Linked DNA regions of Canis lupus: region 2 is linked to region 1. The links are chromatin contacts, called in public Hi-C maps. All regions are on one chromosome and are shown on one strand. The core of a region is the stretch at or near the end of the contact, and the rest is flanking DNA. Distances in the headings are between cores, read along the strand shown. Region 1 overlaps LOC102156404 (a long non-coding RNA gene). Region 2 overlaps GGTA1 (glycoprotein alpha-galactosyltransferase 1 (inactive)).

Evidence for each region. Hi-C and Micro-C count contacts between places; a contact is called where the count stands out from the background.
Region 2: a Hi-C map of blood shows a contact between it and region 1, with 2.2 times the contacts expected there. The contact joins two enhancer-like sites. A contact is called at or near these places in 2 of 9 Hi-C or Micro-C datasets (both in blood).

Annotation. Positions count from the first base shown.
Region 1 is chr9:61,046,970-61,050,712 of UU_Cfam_GSD_1.0, reverse strand. The region is part of intron 2 of LOC102156404 (a long non-coding RNA gene); the gene reads left to right. Among named protein-coding and RNA genes, the nearest start is that of GGTA1, 60 kb to the left of the region's middle. Within about 2 kb of position 2,197, at least 3 of the 20 cell types and tissues checked have an H3K27ac peak or open chromatin away from gene starts, as enhancers often do. A contact at or near this core is called in blood, where this site is marked.
Region 2 is chr9:61,125,802-61,129,977 of UU_Cfam_GSD_1.0, reverse strand. The region is part of intron 5 of GGTA1 (glycoprotein alpha-galactosyltransferase 1 (inactive)); the gene reads right to left. Among named protein-coding and RNA genes, the nearest start is that of GGTA1, 19 kb to the right of the region's middle. Within about 2 kb of position 1,732, at least 3 of the 20 cell types and tissues checked have an H3K27ac peak or open chromatin away from gene starts, as enhancers often do. A contact at or near this core is called in blood, where this site is marked.

The sequences.
Region 1 (3,743 bases), core at 948-3,447:
TCACTGTAACTTAAAGAATGAGCATTTGCTCTGTGCCAGGCCCTTCCCCTGAATTATCTTATTGAATCTTCTCTAAGACCCTGCTTGACAGATGAGACAGCCAGAGCCCAGAGAGTCAGAGTAATTTTCCTAGATTGCTCAGCTTCATTTTATTATTTATTTATTTATTTATTTATTTATTTATTTATTTATTTATTTATTCATGATAGACATAGAGAGAGAGAGGCAGAGACACAGGAGGAGGGAGAAGCAGGCTCCATGCCAGGAGCCTGACGTGGGACTCGATCCCGGGACTCCAGGATCGCATCCTGGGCCAAAGGCAGGCGCCAAACCGCTGAGCCACCCAGGGATCCCCGATTGCTCAGCTTTAAAGTGTCCACGCCTGACCTGAAGCACAGAAAGCCTGACCCCGGTGTGCAGGCTCCGACGGGTCTAGTCCCAGACTTGGGATATAAAGCCAGTGGGTGTTGGTGCTCAGAGTGAGGCTGAAATCTACAGTGGGAGCAGGAAGAAAGGAAGCACTGTCCCGGGAAAAGTCTTTGGAGGGGGCAGGGTTTGAGCTGAAATTTTCCAAGGACAAGTGGAATCTGAGCAGGAGGAAAGAGGTGGAGGGGAGGCACTGCCAAGCTGCTACAGTTGGAGAGAAGGCAGGGGTGTAGAGACATGGAGCAGATAGGGGAGTAACAGGTAGATCTGGTGGCGACGTCACAACTGGAGCCTTCTCCTTAGAGAAAGGAGCAGCCATTTTTCTCAGGGACCCCTCTACAAAACCATTGGACTGCAAGCTTCATGAGGGCAAGGACTAGATCAGTAGCCTCCCCTCTGGGTGTCTGGACCCACCATGGCAGGCACCAGACGAACACCTCCTGAATGAACTGGAAGAGAGAGGGCATGTATCCTCATCCAACTTATTTGGCAGAACTGCACCTAGGTGGTCATACAATCCCCTCTCCCCCCACCAGGCAGGTGCGCTGTCATGGCTGGGTGGCGAGAGGGAGGTTAGGGGAGGGACATGGATAGAACTCAGCTCCACTGATCAGCAGTGACGTCTAGATTCTAACTCCAGGGGACAGAGATCATAGCCATCTCCTCTTCCCCACACCTGTTTACCAGGATATTACTGGTAATATCCTGGTAAACAGGATTGTTCTCCATGGGGCTTTCAAGCCTTGTAAGCAGACCCCCTGACTGCCCCTTGTTCTAAACTATTTTTCCAAGGATGTTTGTATAATGGATGGCCTTGGAATAAGGACCTTTCTCTGGATCAAAAGGAAGGCATGCTTCCTGCCCATTATAAAAGTTTTGGTTTCTCTCAGCTCAGGGTTCATCTCTTGTACTACAACCAGATGGACATTTTGATGCCATTCTTGAGTAGAGTCTCCTATTCAAATATAGAACATTGGGGCAGGGCAGCTTGGGTGGCGCAGCAGTTTAGAGCCGCCTTCAGCCCAAGACATGATCCTGGAGACCCGGGATCGAGTCCCCCACATCAGGCTCCCTGCATGGAGCCTGCTTCTCCCTCTGCCTGTGTCTCTGCCTCTCTCTCTATCTCTCTCTGTCTCTCATGAGTAAATAAATAAAATCTTTAAAAAAAAAAAGAACATTGGGGCAGCCCGGGTGGCTCAGCGGTTTAGCGCCGCCTTCAGCCCAGGGCCTGATCCTGGAGACCTGGGATCAAGTCTTGCGTCAGGCTCCCTGCATGGAGCTTGCTTCTCCCTCTGCCTGTGTCTCTGCCTCTCTCCCTCTCTGTGTCTCATGAATAAATAAATAAAATCTTAAAAAAAACAAAAAACAAATATAGAACATCTAGGGATGCCTGTGTGGCTCAGTTGGGTGAGTGTCTGCCTTCGGCTCAGGTCATGATCTCGGGGTCCTGGGATCAAGTCTTGCATTGGGATCCCCGGGGGGAGCCTGTCTCTCTCTCTCTGCCTGTGTCTCTGCCTCTCTCTCTGTGTCTCTCATGAATAAATAAATATAGTCTTTAAAAAATTAAACTATAGGACATCAAGTTAAGTTTGGATTTCAAATGAACAATGAATACTTTTTAAAATAAAAGTATGTCCCATGTAATATTTGAGACTTACACACAAAAAGTATTCATTGTCTGAAATTCAACTTTAAATGGGTGCCCTATGTGTTTATTTTGAAGCTAGGCGACTCTACCCCCATGGGACTTGCGGGAAAGAGGAACTGGTCCAAATACGCAGATGATTGTGCCGTGAGTAATAAAGCCCTTTGTCTCTGACTCAGGAGTCCGATGATTTCTGCCAGCATCCAGATTAGTTAGGAAATAGGGCAAAATGTCATACCCCTTCCCAGTTTGTGATAGGTCTCTCCAGCCTCAGCTTGGAACGTGGCATAGAGTTAGCAGCCCCAAATATCTGTGAAATGAATGGTTGTCAATCCAGGGGGAACTGCTGCCAAGTACACAGAATTCCTCTGGGATTTAGAATGGGCTCCCTGTGGTTGGTACATCAGCTTTACATTTCACTAATGCATTGTTGTTACCATGGTTACTGTAACTACATAGGGCTCTGCAGCTTCCAAAGAGCATTTTCATGCATTATCTTTTCAATTTCCCAATGACTCGCTGAAACATGCACGATTATTCTTCCTTTAGTAACTAGAAAACTGAAGTTAGGGGTCAAGAGGTATATTGCACAAGTTCACAAGTCTAGGAAGTAGCATAGCTGGGATTACTCAGCCAGAGAGCTTGAAGACCTACTATGTGCCTGGCACTAGGTTAACCTCATTACATACTTTATCTAGGCTAGGTCTTGTAGCTTCCTTAGGATGTAGGCACAGTGAACCCCAAAAGGCGTCTTATCACTCACCCAGATTCACATGGTGGGGGAGTAGCAGATTCAGAAGGAGAACCCACTTCTGTTTAGTGCTAAAGCCTGAGCAAAAGTGGTGGGGGTTGCAGGGGATGGTGAGGGGGCGAGGGGTGGCAGAGAACATCGCACCAGGGCTCAGCAACCACACATCCTGAGACTTCAGCAAATCCTCAGTTCATTCCAGCCCCCACAGGCTGGTGGGCTGGGCCATGCTAGGGTCCCAACAGTCTCTGGGATGGAACGTGATTTAAGCTGAGAGGGACAGGACAGGGACAAAGATGTTTTCTACACGTGGTTGGGGAAAGCTGGCTTTTTGGAGGGGAAACACACTCTTTCGTGACAGGGTTTCTCAAAGTGTGTTTTCTGAATTATTTAGTTTCCAAAAAAGGGGAAAAGGAAATTCTATAATGAAAGTAAGTTTGAGAAACAGTCACAGCTCATTTTTGCCCCTTTGGTCTACAGGATCTTCAGTGTATTAAAGGCTCTGACTGGGCAGCCCGGTGGCTCAGTGGTTTAGCGCCGCCTTCAGCCCAGGGAGTGATCCTGGGGACCCGGGATGGAGTCCCACGTCGGGCTCCCTGCATGGAGCCTGTTTCTCCCTCTGCCTGTGTCTCTGCCTCTCTCTCTCCTCTCTGTGTTTCAAATAAATAAATAAATAAATAAATAAATAAATAAATAAATAAATGTTAAAAAAATAGTTTATAAAGGCTCTGACAAGTCCTATAGCAGAGGAAGTTCCTACAGTTTACTTAACCTGGAATTTCCTGAAAATATCTGATTGGGACATTTCTTTTGCATTTTTAAAAATAATTTTTTGGGGGTAATAGCTCTTATTAAGACATTTCAGGAAATGGTGGAATTTCAAGAATTTGGAGGCAGAATGTTGCTTGAAATTCGCCCTCTGCC
Region 2 (4,176 bases), core at 483-2,982, 80 kb before region 1:
GGGAGGATGAGAGAGTGACACTGGAGCCAAAAGAGAGAAAGCTATTTTAATGTGCCTTATAGGGCAGCCCCGGTGGCGCAGCGGTTTAGCGCCGCCTGCAGCCCAGGGCGTGATCCTGGAGACCCTGGGTGGAGTCCCACTGCACTCTCTGCATGGAGCCTGCTTCTCCCTCTGCCTGTGTCTCTGCCTCTCTCTCTCTCTCTCTGTGTGTGTGACTCTATGAATAAATAAATAAAATCTTTAAATAATAATAATAATGTGCCTTTTACCAGAAAGGGATTTCTAGGTAAAAAACTTGGTTATAGGCCAAAAAGTGCCCCAGATATAAGAGGGTTCTGGTGTTATCATTCATTTTACAAACAAGGACACAGGGGAAGGGAGAAGAAATGGGTAGGAAATATCAGAAAGGGAGACAAAACATGGAAGACTCCTAACTCTGGGAAACGAACTAGGGGTGGTGGAAGGGGAGGAGGGCGGGGGGTGGGGGTGACTGGGTGGCGGGCACTGAGGGGGGCACTTGACGGGATGAGCACTGGGTATTATTCTGTATGTTGGCAAATTGAACACCAATAAAAAATAAATTTATTATTAAAACAAACAAACAAACAAACAAACAAGGAGACAGAGTCACCCAGAAAAGCAAGGACTCCATAGAGCCCCTCAACAGCCAGGGCTAGAACATGGGGCTCTGGCACAGACCCTCCTCAGACCACGTTACCTCTTTGCTAGGAGTGCAAAGAGGCAAAGGGGAGGCATGTTTTCTGCGCTTAGAATGCCTGAAAGGGACTTGGCAAAGCCAAGACAAACACAGGAAGCAACACAAGAATGACAGCAAACTGACCAACAGCTGAGGGTAGATTTGGAAAGGCAGGCTGTATAGCAGCTGGGGCCCAATAGGAGGAGGGTGACACGAACTCAGCTCTGACCCCCATTTGCTCAGGAAGTGGCTTCACTTCCCCTGCTGGGAAGCAGAGACTGAAACACTCATTAGATTCAAACCCCAGCACAAATGGGCCTGTCCCCACTAGGCATCTGCTTGTCCTTCATCCACTGAGGGGAGAAGGCCAATGATGAAGGCAAAACAAAGGGCTAGGCATCCCCACTGGGGCCCTGCTGGCTGCATGCACATGGCCCTGGCAAGGCTGCTGGGGAGATCTGTTTGCTATAGATGGAGCCAATGAGAACTTTCCTTGGTCCTATACATCAGTGGAGGGTGCGTTTTCACAAAACTGCCTGTATCCCGTCAGCAAAGCTGGGTTTTCATAGTGAGGCTGGGCAAGGCTGGGTCAATCCCCACCTCACCTCGCCCCAGCCCTGGCCCCGGCCCCGGCCCCGGCCCCGGCCCCAGCCCCAGCCCCAGCCTCAGCCCCAACCCCAAAGTATAAAAGAACCTCACTAGACTCTCATCTTTCTGTCCATCTGTCACTAGGCTCTTCACTCTAATTCTTGAGATGACAGTCTCTCTCGCTCCAACTTGTGCCCTGCTTCTGACCTCCCCCTTCCCCCTGCAGAGCAGAATTTCCCCCAGAGATTTGGGGGGGGACACTTTGAGGCTGCTCCCCTGTCCCTCCCCATCTTGTCTAGAGTCTCAGCTCTGCCCTCACACCACACAGAGAGAAGAGCTGCTCTTGGTTTCTTTCCTTCAATCATGAAAGCACCAGTTGCCAGGCACCTTCACATACACTTCCTCATTTATTCCTGGCAACAGCCCTGCCACATATTAAGTCTCTTGCACAGTTAAGAAAATCAATGCTGAGAAAGACTTGCTAACTTGTCCACGGCCACACAGTTGGCTGCTGCTGCTGCTGCTGCTGGTAACTAACATATGCTGAGCACTTCCTGTGAGACCAGGCACTGTGCTAAAGGCATCATCCTTCAGAGGTGCTCTTTTGATTATTATTTTGTCAATGAGCAGCACAGAGAGGTTAAATAAGTTGCCCATGGTCACACAGCTAGTAAGGGGCCAAGCTGGTTCTCAGACCCAGATGGTCTGACTCTGGAGTCCATGCTCTGAGCTACCACTCTGTATTGCTTCCTTTTTTTTTTTTTTTTTTTTTTAAGATTTTTTAATTTTTTATTTATTCATGAGAGACATAGAGAGAAAGGCAGAGTCACTGGCAGAGGGAGGAGAAGCAGGCTCCATGCAAGGAGCCCGATGTGGGACTCAATCCCGGGAATCCAGGATCCTGCCCTGAGCCAAAGGCAGATGCTAAACCTCTGAGCCACCCAGGCGTCCTGTCTGTATTGCTTCTTATATGGACATTGACTAGCTCTGCTGATGAAGCCGGGGTTACAATCCATATTTATCATCATTTCCACTCACCTTTGCTACCCTGACATTTTTATCAGTGCAGAATAATAATGAGCTTTTGTTTTGTTAGGTTTTAGAAGCTTATGTGATGATTTTAGTCACATAAAACCCCCTGCTCTGTTGAATGACAGGATTTCAAACCACAAACCACCACACACACACACACACACACACACACTCACACACACACTCACAGGCTCAGCTTACACATCTACAGCCCACATTTCTGAACTTAAACTCTGTCCTGTGTTGCTGCCTCATTCATTGCTATCCTTAGTTTTAGCTCAGCAAGGATCTTTTAAAGGTCTGACCCAGCGTGCTAACTAAATCTTGCAACTGTTTACCAGCTGGACATGTTGTAAGTAGGTGACATTACTTTAAAAAGAGAGAGAGAGAGAGAAGTACCTGGGTGGCTCAGTCAGTTAAGTGTCCAATTCTTGATTTTGGCTCAGGTCATGAGATCAAGCCCCATATTAAGCTCCAGCTCAAGCAGGGAGTCTGCTTGAGATTCTCTCCCTCTCTCTGACCCTCCTCCCCACACTAGCTCTCCTCACACTTTAAATAAATAAAGTCTTTTTTAAAAAACAGGAAGTGGGGGGAAGGCAGGTAGCAGGTGTGTTTATTTCATATTTATGGTGCACAGGGACTAAGTGTACTTGACTTTCGCTCTCTCATTTAATCCTAAAATCCACCTTACAAAGTGGGTGCTACCCTCATCCCCATTTCACAAAGAAAGGAGGATTAAGAGAAGAGCAGAAGGGATCTGAGTCTTCAGGCACTTGATTTATAGGAAGGGGCAGACCAGTGCACATAGTCCCTCACTGCACATTTCCTAAGCCCCTGCACTGCACACCAGACCCATTGCTGAGCACAGAGATCAGAAAAGAAGACTCGGTCCTACCCACTTAAGAATCTCACACTCCCCACAGGTGGTCAGCTGCTATACAACCATACCCCTATTCAGTCCACATCTTCTAGAAAGACACTCAGAAAAGCAGTGTCCAGTTTGGTTGCTTGGCTGGGAAGATTCCTCCAAGCAGGGGAAAAAAAAAGATTTTAAAAATTAACATTCACTTAAAAATTAAAATGTTCTATTTCCCAGCTGTTAATTATTAAATTTCATGCACAATTCCAACATGTTATTGACCCTGACCAAGAAGCCAGATGACAGCTTGAAAACGCAGGCAGTGAGAGGTGGGGGAGGAGGACAGATGAGAATCAGATCAGCTTCCGGGATGAACTTGTACATCAGAGTCTTAATCAGCAAACACCACTCCTCCTTGAAAGAAGGGAGACAGGGCAGGCCACCCATGTTTAAGAGCTAGTCTTTTTTTTTTTTTTTTTTTTTTTAATTTCTTTATTTATTTATGATAGTCACAGAGAGAGACAGAGAGAGAGAGAGAGAGGCAGAGACACAGGCAGAGGGAGAAGCAGGCTCCATGCACCAGGAGCCTGATGTGGGATTCGATCCCGGGTCTCCAGGATCGCGCCCTGAGCCACAGGCAGGCGCTAAACCGCTGCGCCACCCAGGGATCCCCCTAAGAGCTAGTCTTTACTACTGTCAATTGCCAGAGATGTCCAAAATCATAGAGATGGGGCTCTATAAAGAGGGAAATGTGCCAGGACAGACTCAGAGCTACCAAAATGCCTTTCTTCCAAGCACAGCACCCATGTGTCAGTTTGTGAGGCTTCCTACAAGGTAAAATGGGCTCCAGACACACACCTACCTAGGCTATTGGTAACTTTTTAATTTTACATATTATTAATGGGTTCCCTGTGATCCCCAAGTGTTGGGTAGAGGAAGTATTCAAATCGAATATTTTAAGTATTAATATGATAAACTATGAATCATCACATAGGCCAAA